Linked DNA regions of Mus musculus: region 2 is linked to region 1. A link is a contact called in public HiChIP or PLAC-seq data. All regions are on one chromosome and are shown on one strand. The core of a region is the stretch at or near the end of the contact, and the rest is flanking DNA. Distances in the headings are between cores, read along the strand shown. Region 1 has its middle 15 kb from the start of Sub1. Region 2 overlaps Pdzd2 (PDZ domain containing 2).

Region 1 (5,364 bases), core at 1,095-3,594:
CTGCTGGGAGGCCGCTGAGCCTATTCCAGAGACTACACCCTATCCTGCATGTCATCACCTGCACCTGGGCTCCAAGAATGAATTAGCGGGAATGGGCCTCCCCTCCCCCCTTTATAAGCACAGTTGCCATTAAACATTTGAGCCTTGATCAGAACATTGTCTTGGCTCCATTTCTCTCTCATCCGCCTAGTTTCCCTTTCTTTCAGCGCCAGCCTGCCACACAGGTGTACCCCGTCCATGTGAGCCGCTGGATGGCCGCAACAAACTACCACATGATCCACCTATACAACTCTTGGGATGTATCCAAGGACTCCATAGTCTTACCGGACAGATACTTGCACATTTGTGCCTCTTTCTACTCTACCTGAAGTAGCAAGAAGACGGACCCAGTCTTGGTGCTCACCAGCTGATGGACAGAGGATGGAAATGTGGTACAGATACATCATGGAATTTTCCTTGGTTACAAAGAAAATGCAAATTACAGGGAAATGGGTAGACTTAGAAAGTATAACACAAAACAAGAAAGAAAAGTTAAACTACTTTGAGACATCACTTCCTTCCAATCAGAATGGCCATTATCACAAAATCTGACCACGCATACCGGTAAGGACGTGGAGAAAGAGGAACCACATTCCTCTATTATATTAAATTACTCAAATTCAAAAACCACATGCTCTCTCTCATATGTAGTATCTAGCCTTTAGTGTGGTGTGGTGTGGTGTCTGTGTATATGTGTGTTTGTGTGTGTAGATTAGGGTAAAATCTAAAGCTAGAAAGGAGAGCAAGAGAGTAAGATTAGGTTATGAAACAAGACCGGGTGGGCAGGGGGTGGGGGGTGGACACATGGGACATAGGAGAAGGGGCTGGAAGGGGGAGGGAGTAGCAGGGAGATAGGGGAAGGTAGGGGTAAGGAGAATCTAGTAAGACACAATTTGATTGAAAATGCCATAATGATATATAGTATTCTGTATGCTAATTTAAGAATTTTAAAATTATTTAAAAATCAGAAGATTGGGCTGGGTATGTGTGCCTGCCCTTAGTCCCAGCACTAGATGGATAGGGACAGAACCGGGCAGGACTCTATAAACTAGGGTCTGTATATGAAATTCCTGGTGAGACTGGGACTCAATAAACAGTAAATAGTTCATTCATTCATTCATTCTTTCATTCAACCAGGGCCAGTGAGATAGCTCAGTGTTAAAAGCTCTTGCCACAATGGCTGACAACCTGAGTTCAATGCAAGGAACCAACAGGAAGGCAGGGGAGAGCCAGGGGAGAGACCTCTCGGTGTACTCCACAGTTTTGAAGATAGGAGGGGGTGGAGAGATTGTTCAGTATTTACTCCCTGCTTTTCCAAAGTCTCTGAGTTCAGTTCCCAGCTCCTGTCTCGTGCACATCACACTAAGCAGCTGTAATTCCAATCCAGGAGATCTGATCCGGTCCCCCAGCCTCCACGGGCATCTACACTCAAGCATCCACACATACGCATACACGTACAAAAAAAAAAAAAAAAAAAAAAAAAAAAGCCGGGCGTGGTGGCGCACGTCTTTAATCCCAGCGCTCGGGAGGCAGAGGCAGGCAAATCAGCCAGAGCTATTATACAGAGAAACCCTGTCTCGAAAAACAACAACAAACAAACAAACCCTAAGAAACACTAAAAGATGTGAAATTGGAAGGAAAAGAAAACAGAATGTAGAGGAAGAGGGTTGTTAAGGAAACGTAAGGGAAGGTTCATAATGAAAATATAAGAATCCCCTCGGGGTGGGGGTGGGGGTGTTGCTTTCAATAGGTAAAAATGCATTTCCTCCTTCAGCTGTGACTCAGCCGCCAGGCACCATCCGGGATGGCACACCCTGTGCAGGTGTGAAGAGCAGGCACTCTTAGCTCAGAAGGAGAAGTAGACCGTTTTCGCTTTGACTCACCCTTGTTTGTGTGTGACCAAAATAACGCTATCTACGAAAAGTTTCTGGAATCAAAAGGTTAATAATACCCGGTAGCTTTCGAGGCAGTCCCCTGACCATTGGTGCAGTTTCTGCTCATTCGGACCCATTAGCAGCCACCACTGGGAGCAGGGAGGAAGAGATGCGGCGGCGTGAGGATGAGGAGGGCACAGCTACACTTCCCTTCCCCATCTTCAGATTCTCTTACACGGCAAACCGCAGGCGCAGGACATTCCTGTGCTGGCCCGCTGGCACCGCGAGCCCACGAAGGGGTGGATGCACAGTCATTATCAGCGGCTGCGTTGCTGTCCTTGTCCTTTTTGTTACCGAGTAGTAGGTGAGCACTGTATGTGTTGGCAGCATCTCAGTTGTTGCTGAATAAACAGGGACTTTTATTCTTTAACCCAGCAAGATCAAGTCAGTAGCTACTGAGGTTGACTGACTCAGAAAGGTGCCATACCAGCCGCTTGGAAACGAAAGCAAAGTGACTGCTAGCGGGTGTGAAGTTTCTTTCCCCGGAAATAAAAACTGGGCCAGATCTGTGATCAGAGCATGCTAAAGCCTTCCAAATCATATACAGTTTAAGAGGTTGAACTTAACGCTATATGAGTTATAGTCCTATCTTTTGACAAGAAAATGATTAAAAAGTAGTTAGTGTGTGCCAGGAATCTGTACTAGGTACTGGATTAATAATAATAATAATAAAAATAATAATAATAATATTTAAAGCTCATCCTTTTGAGTCACTTACTATGTGTCAGACTTGGTCCTGAGATATTCTTTGTAGATATTCTCTGACTTTCTTAAGAGAGCCTTAGGACCTTGTTTAAGACAAGGGACAGATTCACAAAGCCCCTTGCTCAAAATCACACACGTAAAACTAGATCAAATCAAATGAATCTGCATTTTTTAGGCGGTTTTGTGTTCAAATAACCATCAGTTAGTTGGTTGGTTAGTTGGTTGATTTTGTGTTTAAATGTTATTAGGTTGGTTGGTTGACTGACTGGTTGGTTGGTTTGACATTGGAAACTGAACCTGAAACCTCTCACAAGTTAGACAAGTTTTATCATTGAGATAAATATGTGGCCCTCCTCACATTGTTTGTTTGTTTGTTCGTTTGTTTGTTTGTTTGTATTGAGACAGGATCTACTAGGGCGCAGACTAGACTTGAACTCTCCCTGTAGCTCAGGTAAACCTCAAGTTTGCGATCCTCTGGCCTCAGCTCCTTGAGTAACTGAGATCACAGGTATGACCCACCACCATGATACTTTTGGTTTCTTGAAACAGAGTCTTAGTATGAAGCCCAAGCCATCCTCAAACTTGTGGTCCACTTGCCTCCACCTCCCAAGTGCTGTGATGACAGGCGTTTACCATCATGCTTACCTTAAACATCATCCCCTTCTTACGGTCCAACTTAACTGGAAATGTGGGTCCGTTTTCTCCGTTGCACGGGTCAGACTGTAGTATCAAGACTATGCTGCACAGAACCACAAGAACATAAGAGCCCACATCTATGAATGACAACACACTCCAGAAAGCAAGTCACAGCAACAAGAGGCAAGCTTCTTTGTAGAGCCACAAAGAACTTGGGTTATGTCTGATGGAATGCCTGACTAACAGACCAGAGCTGTCGAACTCCAATGTACTCACTCACTCTTACCTGCTGGTCATTCAAATCTAAAGATGGCCAAATACACAATGCACCAGCAAACTGGAATTAAAAAATTGAAATGAGTAACCTCCTTACATTATGATGGAGCATAGAGTTTACCTAACAGAGAACACAAAACAGTGGCTGGGCCAAGTAAATGGCTAGCTCTTACACAGCAAGAAGCTTGGAGGCCAGCAGTCCAGGCATGAAGGACTGACTACCTCTGTGATTCTATTAGAGACCAGGCTATAGCTACCTTCCTACTCCATGTGCTATTCTGGGAGGATAACAATAATACTGTATGCCAGTCATATCCACTCCCATTTACTAACTGATTGGTGAATTTTGAGACAGCCCTATGTAGCCCAACCTGGCCTCGAGGTAGGGTTTTGTAAACAAGAGCAACTTGGGGAGGAAAGAGCTTATTTCAGCTTCTGTGTCCTAACCACAGTGCAGCATGATGGGAAGTTAGAACGGGAACCTGGAGGCAGTAACTGAAGCAGAGGCCGTTAAGGACTACTGCTTACCAGTTTGCTTCTCAGGGCTTGTTCAGCCTGCTTTCTTATGACGCATGGATCCACCGGCCTAGGGGTAGCACAACCCACAGAAGCTGGGCCCTCCTATACCAATCAAGAAAATGCATCATAAACTTGTCCATGGGCCAATCTGGAGGGGTCGTTTTCTCTGTAAAGGGTACCCCTTCTAAAAGGACTCTAGCTTGTGCCAAGTTGACATAAAAGTAGCCAGCAGATTGGAAACTGGAGGTGATCTTGAACTTCTGATGTTCCTTCCCACAGGTATGTGCTACCATGTCCAGTTTCTGCAGTGGTGGAGAATAGAACCCTAGGTGTCATGTATGTCCCAGGCCCTTCAAATCTCTTTGTAAAGAGCTATCCCTTAAATCCCTCCCAGGTTTGACCACTTGGCAAGAACTCTGTCGGGGCTTCTATGAAGACTACAAAATGTGATTATTTTTAAGCTGGCCACATTTATTATCTATTCATGATGGATAGTGAATATTTAAAGTCAGCTAACACACTGAGCCGCAAACAGGAAGAAAGTGCAAAAATGTGGGCAGATACATGTCAACAAATGTTTCTTATAGGGATTTGAACTCATGTCTTCTCATTGAGTCAGTATGATTAACTCCAGGATATGCTGACTCCTTAAAAGTTATACAGTCTAGAAAAATATACACTCAAGCTAATACATCATAAAAAGGTATATGTTGTATAAATATATACATATATATATGTGTATATATAGATATATATAGATATATATAGATATAGATATATATCTCTCCTTGTTTCATATTGACACAAACTTTGTACCTCTAAACAGCATGAATGAATTACCTAGTAGTCTAGTTTGCTAGCTCTCTGTGGCTGGAATAGAACCAAAGGCAACTTGAGGACAGACACTTGACACTTCTGAGTGTCAGTCCAACATTATGGGAAGCCAAGGCAGAAACCACAGAGGAAAGCCGCTTAGTCTCCATAGCTCAATCACTTTGCTCTCCTATAGAACCCAAGACCAGCTGCCCCCAGTGGCCCCGCCCACAGTCTGCTGGCCCCTCTCACATCACTAATAAGAAAAATTCTCCCACAGACATGCTCACAGGCTAATCTGTTAGAGACAATTTCTCAATTGAGGTCCCACTTCCCAGATGACTCTAGTTTGTATCAAGTTGACAAAAAACTAATCAGTACATCTTCTTATTTATTTTATTTATTTGTCTGTTGAAGTAAGGATTTTGAAATTTTGGTTTTG
Region 2 (5,364 bases), core at 735-3,234, 580 kb after region 1:
CCCCACACTCCATTATTTTCAACAGTATTAGGGCCACCCAAAAAGTCACCAGTAGTCATGGTTTTTGTTTGTTTGTTTTTTTAAATATTTAAGTAACATAAGTCAAACTCGCATAGTCAAAATCTTTGGAGGAAGATCACATTCAAAATCCATGTAACTATATAACATATGTTTTGTTTTATTTTATTTGTTTTTACAGTGGTAGGGAGTTGGATCTGGGGTCTTGATGAATGCCAGGAAAGTGAGCTACCACTGGGATACAGCCTCAAATTGTTTTTGAGGCTATCAGCTGTCCTGGAACTCACTCTGTAGACCAGGCTGTTCTCAAAATCAGGGATTCACCTACTTCTGCCTCCCAAATTCTGGGATTAAAGGTGTGTGCCACCATGCCTGACTGGTTGTAGTTTAAATTGTATACACATGGGTCCTTACAATACTGGCCCTTCTCAAAGCTACACAAAGTGAACAAGGAAAGATAGAGCCTTGGCTTTCTATTTCTGTGAAAGCCAGGCTGTGAGGTGTCTTGCCTCCCTTCAGAAGTCTCTAAGAGAGGGTAAGAGGTAATCCAGGCACCAAAGCTTGGATTTCAAAGACCCTCTTGTGAAAGAAAAATTGAAAATCACTTGGGGACATTTAGTACCCAAACATGAGAGAACAGAAATGCTCAAACGCGTTCAATACTCAAGTAAGAAAGGTGAAGCAGAAGTCAGCCTTCCTGCAAAAGACTCAGAAATGCCCACGGGGGAGGGTATGAAGTCAGACAGTAGTACTTTAATCACGCCAGATGCCTCCCTCCTTATGCTTCCTAGTGACAGCAATTCCTAGAAGTACTTCTAACAGTTTAGAAGTGGGTATCTGAAGTGAGGCATTGGGGGTTTCCTCTTCCTGGGTGGGAGTGTATGGCCGCACCGGCATTCAGTTCCAAGTCAGGTATCAGCGAAGCAGGTGGTTGGAAGGAAAGGAAGCACATCTGCATGGTGCGCTGCGTCACAGGCGTCTGCATGGTGGGCTGCGTCACAGGCATCTGCATGGTGCGCTGCGTCACAGGCGTCTGGATGGAGCGCTGCGTCATGGATGTCTGGATAGAGCGCTGTGTCATGGATGGCTGGATGAAATGTTGTGTTACTGGCATCAGGATGGAGGGCCATATCACGGGTGTCTGCATTGAGCAGTGCATCACGGGCGTCTGGACGAAGTGTCATATCACAGGATAGAGCACTGTATCAGAGAAAGTCTCCCATCTCATATCATCTCTTCCGTCCCAAAAGCAAGTGGACCCAGGGCTGGGGATGAAGCAGGCATGAAAGCCTGGGTTCAGGCCCCAGCATCACATCGAGCAGGCCTGGCAGTACATGCCTGTGACTCCAGCACTCAGGAGGCAGAAGCAAGAGTGTCTGAAGTTAGAGGTCAGCCTCTGCTGCTATATAGTGAGTTTGTGATCAGCATGGGCCTGTCTCAAAAGCCAAAAACAGTGGACCCTGAAATGTCACTCAATAAATGCCTGTTGATAAGTGTTTACAGACACGGCCAGCTTTTTCTAAGAACTCACTCGATTAGTCACTATAACGCTAGAGACTTGGTTACCTGATTTACCTTAAAAGAAATTTCTGGTCTAGGCAGTAGTGGCACACCTTTAATCCCAGCATTCAAGAGCAGAGACAGGCTGAGTCTGTGGCTAGCCTGGTCTACAGAGTGAGTTTCAGGACAGAGAAACTAGAAGCTGGCGTTAAAGACTCTGGGGACTCCTTTATTCATCTTGAAGAGCCCAGCAGGGTGGGTCATGCAATCACTGTCTCGTCTTCTGTGGGAACTGGGGGGAAGGGCAGGAATGAAAGTTGGGGAAACAGCACATTTTGGTGACTCAGTATGGTTCAGGAGGGGCGACTCAGCAGAGACCTCAGCCTGAAGAGCACAGCTGTGAAGCACACCCAGCTGGGGGACAGACAGCTCCAGCACACTCTCTCACAGTGCTTGATTTCAACCACAAGATGGCAGACGACGGCTCTCAGATTCTCCACTGCCTTGGCCTGGTGGCACTTAGAAATCTAGGGAAAGCAAGCTCCGTGCTTCTTTCCAACAGCAGCAATGACTCTTGTCACCAAGTTGCTACAAGCTACACCTATGAGACGGGAGGTTTTTAGGGTGTGACCCCTGCTTTTGTATGAAATGTAGAGAAACTTAACTTTCTATTTGTTTTGATCACAAACTACAGGATATAGAAAACTATCCAATGCCATTTGTTATTATTTATGGGTTTGAAAAAAAAAAGTTATTGACTCTGAGTCAAAGGCATAAACTTGATCTCTGGGAAGATAGATGACCTCAGGAAAGAACTCCCCCGAGTCTTAGTTTCTTCCGTGATACCAGAAAGTAGGACTTGAATGAGCTGGAAGAGATTCCAGAAACCAAGCCATGAAAAGAACTTGCACGAGAAGGCAGCAGGCTGAAAAGAATGGAGCTGGGTACCATGTGGGTCATGGGCTGTTTCTTTCAGCCTACATCCTTAGGGGAATGGGCTGTTCCACGTGGCCAATTTTCCAGATAATTGAATTGTAAATGCTGAAATTTGTTTTCCTTTTAACTTTCTGCAATGGAAATCTTCTTAGAGAGCATGCTGAGTAAAATTTAACCTTTCGTTAATATCTCTAGGTCACCACCTATAGACTATATATATAGTCTTGCATGGAGTACTAGGTGCCTCTGGGCACACATGCAGGGAGACAAGACCCTGTGCTAAGCGGCCCCAGGGACCATATTATAAAGCTATAATTGGAGAATCTTCCTTTCTCTCTGTCTCCTACTACATCACCACCTGCAGTCATTTCTCCAAGTAACACCTTCTCATACCCTCTTGACACTCTGCCTAAATCTGCTTTAATCCAGACAGAACTCAAGGTTGCCATGGGTAACCAGTCTAAGATTGTACCAACCCTAAATTTATTTTTACACATGATTTGGAGGCAGAGGGGATTGAAGGCTGCTGCTGGCTAGGGCTGATACTCAGCTACTCTTTATTGCATGGCGTGTCTCTGTGCCATTTGGCCAGTCACCTTGAGTATGTCTGGCCTATATCTGCCCAGTGAGATTTTCTTCTGGGATCGTACAGACTCCTCATACTCCAGGAACACATTGGCACTATCGTGGCTGGAGCACTTAAGACCCTATGCCTGTATGTGTCTTTGACTTAAGTGGCCAGCACCCAGACCATTGAAGCTACACAGTAAAATAGCTCACTGCTAATCCAAGGTTTCAATTACTTGTGGTCAAAAAGGTCAAAAACCTTCAGGACAGCGAGATATTTTGAGAGAGAAAGCACATCCACATAACTTACAGTAATCTGTTATGATCGTCCTATTTAAATATTACTTATGGTGGCTAACCTTTCGCTATATTTAATACATACTAAATTTTGCCATAAATATAGCCCATCAGTACAGGGTAAGGGACTGTCCATGGATAAAGGGGACCACTGTCCTGTCACTATCATCTCTTGTGTCTGAGGAGCTGGCAGGGTTTGAGGTTCTTTCGTTCCAACTCAAAGGCCTATTCTCTGTTGTGACTTGTGCTGTGGGTTCAGGTTGCCCAAGGCTGGATGGGCGAGATGCTAAAAGATCCTCTGGACTGGGTATCTTCCTTGTGCCAGCTACATAGTCACCGTGTCGATAAATCATCTTCTCTCACCCACCAAGCAGCTCTTATTAGGAAAACAGAGTCAGCCTCCCATGCCAAGGGAACAGTCACAAGGCTTCTGGAAGTCGCCCTGACTCCTTAGAAGGCCTGTGTCCTCTGGACTGTGCTATGTTCACATTTATTAACCTATAAAAATTTCCAAAGCCCACATTCTGAAAACAAAAACATTTTAAAAACGAAACGTGGGCCTCTTTACGTTTCAGAAAAGTCCATTTGTTCTTGTCGGGGTATATGGGCTCCATCTTAATTAATTCCACATTTTGTTACCAATTTGGAATAATCTGTCTCCAGGGAACAGATCTGGTTTACTTATAGAGAGCTAGTGGAGGGGGTGACTAGGGTTACAGAATATTCCTTGTAGGAACTAATCTAAAAACCTTCCCCATTTCTTCCTGCACCAAACAGAAGTAACATTTCGGAACATTTTGAAAAATCCCATCTTTTCCAGAATGGTAGCCAAGAATTTTATAAACAGAGGCTTCTGCCATGTAATTACCAGCTTTGTCTTTAAGGGGCGGGGAATGTGACATCACATGTGACTGATAGTCTTCATTCTTCCAGAATGTTCTCTGAAGTTCACAGAAGGAAGAAGCTGTCATCCCTCAGAAACTTCTTGGGGCACCTGAAGCACACTGTGGACCATAAGAGCACTAGCTGTGGAGGAGGCTCCTACAGACCTGGGTTCTACGGATGTGTGGTTCTATACAAGAGGGCTGTCAAACCCACTCATGGCTGTGCGTGTAATTCTGAAATAAGCAACCATGACCTCATCATCTACATTTTGCACCTGTTCCTCCCACACTCCACACAGGCAACCATTGAAGCATCCTCCTAAACCCACACACACAGTTCTTTAAAGTTATCAGAGTTTCACAGAAGATGGTGAAAGTCAACGTACTGCTTGTGTTAGCTCTCTAAGGGTGTTGTAATAAACTACCACAAACTGAATGGCTCAGGAAACAGAAACTTATAATCTCACAGCTCTAGAGACTAGGGGTATAAGATCAAGAGGTTAGCAGAGCCAGGTTTCCCTGGTGCTGTGGACAAAGCTGCTTCAGTCCTCTCTCCTGGTAGTTCTTTGGCATGTGACAGCATAACTTGTCTTGACATGTCATTTTCCCTCTGTGTTGGAGTCCAAATTAGCTTTTGATAAGGACAACAATCACACTGCATTATCCACCCAGACTTCAGTATGACCTCATCTTAACTACATGTGCAATGGTTTTACTTCTGAACAAGCTTGTATTCTGAAGCAATGGAAGTTAGGATTTCAACATATGAGTTTGGAGAAGGGGATACAACTCAACCTATAATATCACATAAAACAATTTTGAATTCAGAAGCAAACTTGAGAGGTAGACTAGCTATCCCAAAGAGTTTCTTATATTAGATATGATTTAGAGGTATGTGTGTGTCTTGGTAGAGCATTAGTTCCTACTCAATACTTCTTAGAACAAATCTTCACACATCAAAGTAGAAATTGTCAGTTACAATGAGTGGGGAAAAAAATCTTGAAAACACTCAAAAACTCTTTAAAATGCCAGTAATAGCTTTCCACACACTCAGGCTCTGCATCTGTAGACTAAAGGAACTGTGAACTGCAGTACTAACAAAAAACACTTCGCATTTGTGCTGAGCACTTTTCTTGTTACTATTTCTTAAGCAACACATAAT

Evidence for each region. HiChIP or PLAC-seq counts read pairs in DNA pulled down with a chosen protein or histone mark.
Region 2: a BATF HiChIP or PLAC-seq map of CD8 T cells shows a contact between it and region 1, with 5 read pairs. The contact joins two enhancer-like sites.

Annotation. Positions count from the first base shown.
Region 1 is chr15:12,008,572-12,013,935 of GRCm38.p6, forward strand. No RefSeq gene overlaps it. Among named protein-coding and RNA genes, the nearest start is that of Sub1, 15 kb to the left of the region's middle. Within about 2 kb of position 2,345, at least 145 of the 459 cell types and tissues checked have an H3K27ac peak or open chromatin away from gene starts, as enhancers often do. A contact at or near this core is called in CD8 T cells, where this site is marked.
Region 2 is chr15:12,584,342-12,589,705 of GRCm38.p6, forward strand. The region is part of intron 3 of Pdzd2 (PDZ domain containing 2); the gene reads right to left. Among named protein-coding and RNA genes, the nearest start is that of Gm41273, 65 kb to the right of the region's middle. Within about 2 kb of position 1,985, at least 22 of the 459 cell types and tissues checked have an H3K27ac peak or open chromatin away from gene starts, as enhancers often do. A contact at or near this core is called in CD8 T cells, where this site is marked.